Regions from separate parts of the Sus scrofa genome. Here region 2 is linked to region 1. The links are chromatin contacts, called in public Hi-C maps. All regions are on one chromosome and are shown on one strand. The core of a region is the stretch at or near the end of the contact, and the rest is flanking DNA. Distances in the headings are between cores, read along the strand shown.

Evidence for each region. Hi-C and Micro-C count contacts between places; a contact is called where the count stands out from the background.
Region 2: a contact with region 1 is called in a Hi-C map of omental adipose tissue, with 7 times the contacts expected there. The contact joins the promoter of ABCB1 here to the promoter of LOC100522455 in region 1. A contact is called at or near these places in 3 of 5 promoter capture datasets (liver and skeletal muscle) and 20 of 47 Hi-C or Micro-C datasets (blood, differentiating spermatogonia, embryonic fibroblasts and 9 more).

The regions. Positions count from the first base shown.
Region 1 is chr9:92,835,201-92,839,186 of Sscrofa11.1, reverse strand. LOC100522455 (multidrug resistance protein 1) reads right to left here and starts at 1,459. Exons shown (of 28, transcript XM_013989592.2): 1 at 1,143-1,459; 2 at 528-601. The coding sequence starts at 595.
Region 2 is chr9:93,048,060-93,052,188 of Sscrofa11.1, reverse strand. ABCB1 (ATP-binding cassette, sub-family B (MDR/TAP), member 1) reads right to left here and starts at 1,402. Exons shown (of 27, transcript NM_001308246.1): 1 at 1,335-1,402. The coding sequence starts at 1,402. LOC100522818 (a long non-coding RNA gene) reads left to right here and starts at 487. Exons shown (of 2, transcript XR_299049.3): 1 at 487-2,352.

The DNA.
Region 1 (3,986 bases), core at 210-2,709:
CCAACTGACATCACTTATAAAGAAGGTTTTAAAACATGAAGAAGAAGGAGTTTCCAAATGGTTAACCAATATGACTAGCATCCATGAGGACACAGGTTCTATCCCTGAACTTGCTCAGTGGGTTAAGGATCCTTCGTTGCTGTGGCTGTGACAGAGGCAAGTAGCTGTAGCATCAGCTCCAATTGGACCCCTGGCCTGGGAGTCTCCCTATCCCGAAAGTGCGGCCCTAGAAAAGAGAAACACACACACTCACAGAGAGAGAGAGAGAGAGAGAGAGAGAGAGAGAGAGAGAGAGAGAGAGAAGAATGTGACCATCAGTGGGGGCCAGAAAGCTGAGGAAGAAGCTCACCACGAAACGCAGCCAGCAAACTTCTGAAGCCTCTAGAATTTAAGATTAAAATCAACGTCTTCATCAGCACCATCATCATCATCACCAACCCTTCATTTATTTCAGAGCTGGAGGCTAGAAACAGATCTCCCAAATCTCTCAAGCTATATAAAATCTGAAAGTGAAACAAACTGGCTACCTTTTTTGGTCCCTTTTTAAGAAGTTCTTCTTCCCCGTTCCTTTGTTTCGGCCTTCTTCAAGATCCATCGCGACCTGAGGAAAAACCACAGCGGAGTAGCCAAATGCAAGAACCCTGGAAGGCAGAGGTGAGACAGAGCCTGACTTCTGCGGGGAGCGGTAAGGCAGAGCGCTCGCCCTGATGCTCTAGCCGCCAGAAGTCGCGGTGGCTGCCTCAGGGACCTGCCTCGGTGCCTGGCATCCAGCCGCCGCAGGTGAGCAGAGGGGCAGGGCGCCAGCGCGTCCTGGACTGTGCCCGCTGCCACTGCGGTTCTGCCTCCTGGTTCGCCTCGCCGTCCACAGGTTCCCAGAGCCCGGCTTCAGGTACCAAACCGGCTCTATGGGCTCAGGGAGAGACACTCCAGGACGAGCGGCCAGTGTCCAAAACTAGATGCCCCAGGAGCTCCCCAACTGAGAATAACTCCAACTCCACCCGGTCTCTTTGGACTTGTCAATTGGAATCCACCCCTCCTCCTCTCCGAAGCCCTTCTCCCACCCGGCCCAAACTCGGAAAACTGGAGCGCCCACCCTTCCCGCGAACCGTCTCCATCTAGTGCCCAGATTCGCGCGCTCTTACCTCGGGCTTTCCTTCGGAACGTCCACCACGACGTGGATTTGGGAAGAAGAGATGCAAACTCTAACAGGAAGCCTCCGGTGGATGCGCACAGCGACCTAAACCACTTTGAACCTTGGAGGAGCCGCTGCTCAAATATGTCCTGGCTTCCTGGGGCAAAGGCGCAGGGGGCCTGCAGCCCACACCCAAAAGCTCTGCAGCCCTGCCAATCAGCCGGACCGCTCAGAAGTACTCCCCGCCCTCTCGATTGAAGCTGATTGCACTATGAGTTAGGAAACAGGTTGGAATTGCAGGAGGAATGTCCTTGCTTCTGTTGCCCCTCAGCAAAAGGGCAAGTAGAGGAATGCTTATCAGCTGAATCATTAGGGACATTTACAATTATAGAGTCATGTCTGTGCAAGTCCTCAGAAATCTTCATATCCACAGAAGTATGTATAGATAGATATGGATGTGGATATACAATCCACTCCTTGTGTCGCGAGTAGAAAAAGGAAATTTTCTTTGGTAGCTCATCCAATATATTTAATAAAACCACCTCCGACCTTGTGCCCATACAGTAGTTAAAATGATTTAGACTTCCCTTCCTAGCAGTGCCTTTAAAAAGGCCAGGTGAAAATTTTCTACAAGTCTTTCTTCAGTATGTTTGACAGTTTCTGAGGTTTATCTGTTACCTTTTGTTTGAAGATAAATGGAAAGAAATAAATAGGAAGATTTTTTTAAACACATGAGTGAAAACAGGTAGAAATGTATTTAAAAGAATGGAATGTTTTCAAATATAAGCCATCAGAGTAATGATAATGTTATTCTCAAGACATTTTAAAGCTCTTCTATTTTTTTTGGCTTTTTTTTTTTTTTTTAAGGGCAACACCCATGGCATATGGAGGTTCCCAGGCTAGAGGTCAAATTGGTGCCTTAGTTGCCAGGCTGTGCCAAAGCCACAGCAAACAGATCCCAGCCTGATCTTCTACCTATGCAGCAGCTTGTGGCAACTCTGGATCCTTTAACCCACTGAGCCAGGTCAGGGATTGAACCTACATTCTCATGGATACTAGTCGGGTTCCTAACCCCATGAGCCACAATGGGAACTCCTAAACTCTTACATTTTAATCTGGATAATTAAAGTTTTGTGTATTTTAGCATATTCCTTTAGTTGTAATTTAATTCCGTATTTACTGTTACCATTTTTTTCTGGTCCTCTGTCTTTTCCACAAGTTAATGAAACCAAGTGCAATCTTCACAACTCAAATTCATAAAGCAGCGTTATCTCACATTAGGGCTTTTCACCCTTATCAACCTAGGGGAAATGGATGTTTTTGCAACCTTTTGTTTGCCTTCTCTAAAATATGAGTTACCTCTCAGCTCACCGCAAAACTTTAAAGGAAGAAAACCCTTTTATTTGTTACTGCATAGTGTACTTTCCCTATGTTTGAGTAACTCATACTTCAAAGCCATAATTTTCTTTCCACCTTTTATTCCAAATTTTCCTTACCTTGATTTTCTTTTCCTGAGCCATACAGTCAGGTTTTTTTCATTACAAACTATTAATTAGACTTTCTAACAGGTTTCTAACATTTACTCTGTGTTCTAATTGAATATGCATGTGCACAGCATCTATCCAACTGTTTTAAGGCCTAACAACACCCCGTGATCCACCTGGGGCAAATGTATATCTATCTCGTTCCTCTTTTTCATATGCGTTTTTACTATGATTCCTGCCTCTGCTCTTTGTTTCTGTTTCCCAAACTCGCCCTCTGTTCACCTGTGCCAAATAGAAACAGGGTGATGGAGTTTAGGGTGAAGTAGAAAAGAGTAGCTTTAATTGCTTTATCTGGCAAAGGAGGCCACAGCCAGCTAAGGCCCTAAGGACAGTAGTCTCCCTTGAGAGGGAACCAGAAAGGGGTCTCATAGTTTAGAAGTGGGAAATCAAGCTGCAGATAAGGATAAGCAAGTGTAGGTGTAAGCTTGCATTCTTCACCTTGGAAAATTTCAAAACCGGCATCAAAGGGTCTTGGGACAAGCCCTGATGGTCTCTGGGGTTATGGTGACTTTCTTTCTGGAATGAAGAATACTTACAAAGATGGGAGTGTTGGAAAGTTTTTGTTTTTTTCAGAGCAATAAACATCAGAGCAGTGAACACCAGGTGCATTATACAATTCAAACCAGAAGGCAATCACTTGCAAAGGTGCAATTAAGTGAGAAAAGGCATAGAGAGAGAGACTGAGTGGGCTAAAAGAATAAGATTTAATCTGTTGGAGGCTATTTTAACTAGTCTACTGACGTAACATTTCCACTTTTGCTTTACCTTGTTCCAGCTTTACAGGTTATTACAAGATATTGAATATAGTTCCCTGTGCTGTATAGTACATCCTTGATGTTCATCTAGTTTATATACAGTAGTGTATATCTGTTAATCCCAACCCTCCCCTCCCCATCCCATCCTTTTCCCTTTGGTAATCATAAGGATCCAGTGTTGCCATGATCTGTGGTATAGGTCACAGATTTAGCTCAGATCCTGTGTTGCTATAGCTGTGGTGTATGCTGGCAGCTGCAGCTCTGATTTGACCCCTAGCCCAGGAACTTCCATATGCCACGGGTGTGGCCCTAAAAAAATAAAATTAAAATTAAAAAAATGTTAATCTCTTCTGAAAAACACCTTCTTTTCTTTTACTTTTTCAATGTTTATTTTTATTTTCTATTTAGAGCTGTACCTGTGGCATATGGAAGTTCCCAGGCTAGGGGTCACATCGGAGCTGCAATTGCCACCCTCCACCACATCCATAGCCATGCCAGACCCATGCCAAATCTGTGGCAACACCAGATCCTTAACCCACTGACTGAGACCAGGGA
Region 2 (4,129 bases), core at 153-2,652, 210 kb before region 1:
CACCAGCACAGTCTATTCCACCATGAGCGATGCCAGGTCTGATCACTTGGTTACAGCTGCTAAATGCAAAATCTCTCCACTGGAAAACCACACTTTCCTTTCCCCAATTAAGAATTTGGGTTAATTCTTAGATTCAACCTTTCTCTGAGAGGCTGAGGATCCATTAACAATCCTTGCCTGAGTCAATTATAATAATGCAGGTTTCAGTGGGACAGTTGGCATTTTCCTGTAAAGAACGTTCTCTCTACTTATCCCACCCTTTTAGTTTTCCTTTTCTTCTCAGAACTTAATTAAGGATTCACAGATTGAGAAATACTGAATAAAGTACAATTAGGGACAGTCATTATTCTTTTTAATGCCCAAATTTGGCCTGTGGAAGACACGTCAACCAGTTTCTGTGTCCTTTTTGACAATTCACTGAACTCCATTCCTGTTTTCAGGTACCACAAGATACTCCAGGCTCAGTTCCTATTAGTTCTTTTTCTATGGGATACAGATTCCTCCTTACAAGGTTTTTTGAGAAACCAAGATCTGACACTAAGAGTGCTCACTGCTACTCTTAAGTCAGACAGAAATGGAACTATTAAAAAAAAAATGAAATTACACTAAAGTTTCTAATTCAAATTCAACATTGCTTTTTAAAAACTTAATGTTCACATTTGTATTTCTTTTACTGAAAAGCTTGATTTCAAATAGTATCAACATGTTTACTAATTTGTTTTAATTTACTAATAGCTTAGTGAGCAAAGTTCAAAATTTTCTGTACAGACACTATACTGTGATCAGAATAAAAGATAATTCTTTTCCCTATGGGGATAATTTCAATCAGGATCTTTCAAATCATTCTAGCAATTTCTTTGGTACTAGGGTCTCCTCACAATTTCTTCTACAGGGTCAGATAGTCATTGCCTTTAAAAAAAGGAATGCCTTAATGTAGCTGTGGCCTTCCATCGCATCTGCTATGCCACAAACATGAAATTGTTTATGTGACCTTTTTACCAGAAGGAACTGACTCAACCACAAAGCAGAGCACAAGCACGACACAGGGCTCAGGATCGTGTGCGATCAACATGGCTTGTAAAGCAGAAAGTTTTTACAACACAGAAAAGGATGTGATCATCAGTGGGGGGCCAGAAAGCTGAGGAAGAAGCTCACCACGCAAACGCTGTGCTCAACCAACTCGGCCAGCAAACTTCTGAAGCCGCTAGAATCTAAGATTAACATCACCATCGTCATCATCATCGTCCCTTCATTTATTTCAGAGATGGGGGCTAGAAACAAATCTCCCAAATCTCTTAAGCCTTATAAATCTGAAAGTAAAACTAAGTGGCTACCTTTTTTTATCCCTTTTCAAGAAGTTCTTCTTCCCTGCTCTTTCGATTCGGCCTTCTTCAAGATCCATCGCGACCTGAGGAGAAACCAGAGCAGACTGGCCAAGTGCAAGAACCGCAGAACCACAGAAGGCCGAGGTGAGACAGAGCAAGACTTCCGCGGGGAGCGGTAGGGCAGAGCGCTCGCCCTGATGCTCTAGCCGCCAGAAGCCGCGGTGGCTGCCTCACGGACTTGCCTCCGCGCCCGGCATCCAGCCTCCGCACGCGAGCAGAGGGGCAGGGCGCCGGCGCGTCCTGGACTTTGCCCGCTGCCGCTGCAGCTCTACCTCCCGGTTACCCTCGCGGTCCACAGGCTCAGAGCCCAGCTTCCAAGACGAGCGGCCAGGACCGAAAATAAGGTGCCGGGGAGCTCCCCAACTGAGATAACTCTCATTCCCCTGGCTCCTCTTGGACTTGCCAATTGGAATCCGCCCCCCGCCCCAAACCCTTCTCTCACTGGAACCAAGCTCAGAAAATTGGAGGGCCCACTTTCCCTGCGAACTGTCTCCATCTCGTCCCCAGCTTCGCGCGCCCCTACCTCGGGCTTTCCCTCTGAACGTCCGCTAAGACGTGGATTTTTGGAAGAAGAGAGGCAGACTCCCGGAGGAAGGACTCCCGGGAAGCTCCCGGAGGAAGCGCACAGCGGTCTCGGACTTCGGGGCCTAGAAGGAGCCGCGGCTCAATACGTCCAGGCTTCCTGTGGCGAATGGTGAGAGGAGTAAAAGTGCAGCCCACACCCCTGCGCTCTACAGCCCAGCCAATCAGCCAGACCGCTCTAGAACTACTGCAGGCCCTCTTGATTGCATGCTGATTGCACTACGAGTTAGGAAACAGGTTGGAATTGCAGGAGGAATGTCCTTGCTTCTGTTGCCCCTCAGCAAAAGAGCAACTAGAGGAACGCTTATCAACTGAATCATGAAGGACATTTACAATTATAGAGTCATGTCTGTGCAAGTCCTCAGAAGTCTTCATATCCACAGAAGTATGTATAGATAGATATGGATGTGGATATACAATCCACTCCTTGTGTCGCGAGTAGAAAAAGTAAATTTTCTTTGGTACCTCATCCAATATATTTAATAAAACTACCTCCGACCTTGTGCCTATGCTGGAGTTAAAATGATTTGCTTCTCTTCCTAGTAGCTCCTTTAAAAAGGCCAGGTGAAATTTTTCTACAGGAGTCTCTTCAGTATGTTTGACAATTTCTGGGGTGTATCTGTTATCTTTTATTGAAAATAAATGGAAAGAAAGAAATAGAAAGTTTAAAAAAAAGTCTAAGTGCACATTTAGGATTGAAATGTATTTAAAATTACATAATATTTTCAAATTTTCACCCTCAGAGTAATACTTATGTTTTTCTCAAGGTATTAAAAAAAAAAAACTCTTACATTTTAATTCTCATTAGTATAAAGTATGATTTATTTTAGCATATGCCTTAAGTTGTAATTCCCTATTTACTGTTAGCATTTCTTTTCTGGTCTTCTCTCTTTTCCTCAAGTTATTAAAAGGTAAGACCAATCTTCACAACTCAAGTTCATAAAACAGCATTAACTCATATCAGAGGTTGATAGGTTGTACTTATCAACCTAGGGGAAATGGATGTTTTTGTAATCTTCGTTTGTGTTCTCCATCATATGAGTTACCTCTCAGCTCACCGCAGAAGTTTAAAGGAAGAAAAACCTTTCATTTTTTATTGAATAGTGTGTATTTACCTTACATTTGCTAAGTAACTCATCCTTCAAAGCCATAATTTTCCTTCCACCTTTTATTCCAAATTTTCCTTACCTTGATTTTTTTTTCTGAAACATACAATCAGGTTTTTTTTTTTTTTCATTACCAACTGCTATTTAGACTTTCTAACAGGTTTCTAGCATTTTCTCAGCATTCTAATTGGATATGCATGTGCACAGCATCCATCCAACTGCTTAAAGGCTTAACAATACCCTGTGGTCCACCTGAGGCAAATATATATGTATCTCATTCCTCTTTCTCACATGCGTTTTTAATGATTCATGCCTTTGTTTCTGTTTCCCAAACTCGCCCTCTGTTCACCTGTGCCAAATAGAAACAGAGTTTAGGGTGAAGTAAAGAATAGTTTTAATTGCTTTACCTGGCAAAGGAGGCCACAGCCGGCTAAGGCCCTAAGGACAGCACTCTCCCTTGAGAGGGAAGGGGTCTCATAGTTTAGAAGTGGAAAACTGGGCTGCAGATAAGGATAAGCTTGCATTCTTCACCTTGGAACATTTTAAAACTGGCATCAAAGTGTCTTGGGACAGGCCCTGATAGTCTCCGGGGTTATGGTGACTTTCTTTCTGGAATGAAGAATACTTACAAAGATTTGACCATCAGGAAATGTTTTTTCAGAGCATTAAACACAAGGTGCACTATATAATTCAAACCATCAGGCAATCACTTGCAAAAGTGCAATTAAGTGAGAAAAGACATAGAGAGAGACTGAGTGGGCTAAAAGAATATGATCTAATCTATTGGAGGTTATTTTAACTAGTCTACTGAGGTAACACTTCCACTTTTACCTTGTCCCAGCTTTACAGGTTATTACGAGATATTGAATATACTTCCCTGTGCTATATAGAGGTCCTTGATATTCATCTATTTTATATACCATAGTGTATATCTATTAATCACAACCCCTCCCCATCCCTAACCTTTCCCCTTTGGTAACCGTAAGGATTCAGCATTGCCATGAGTTGTGGTTTCAGTCACAGATGTAGCACAGATCCCAAGTTGACCCCTAGCCC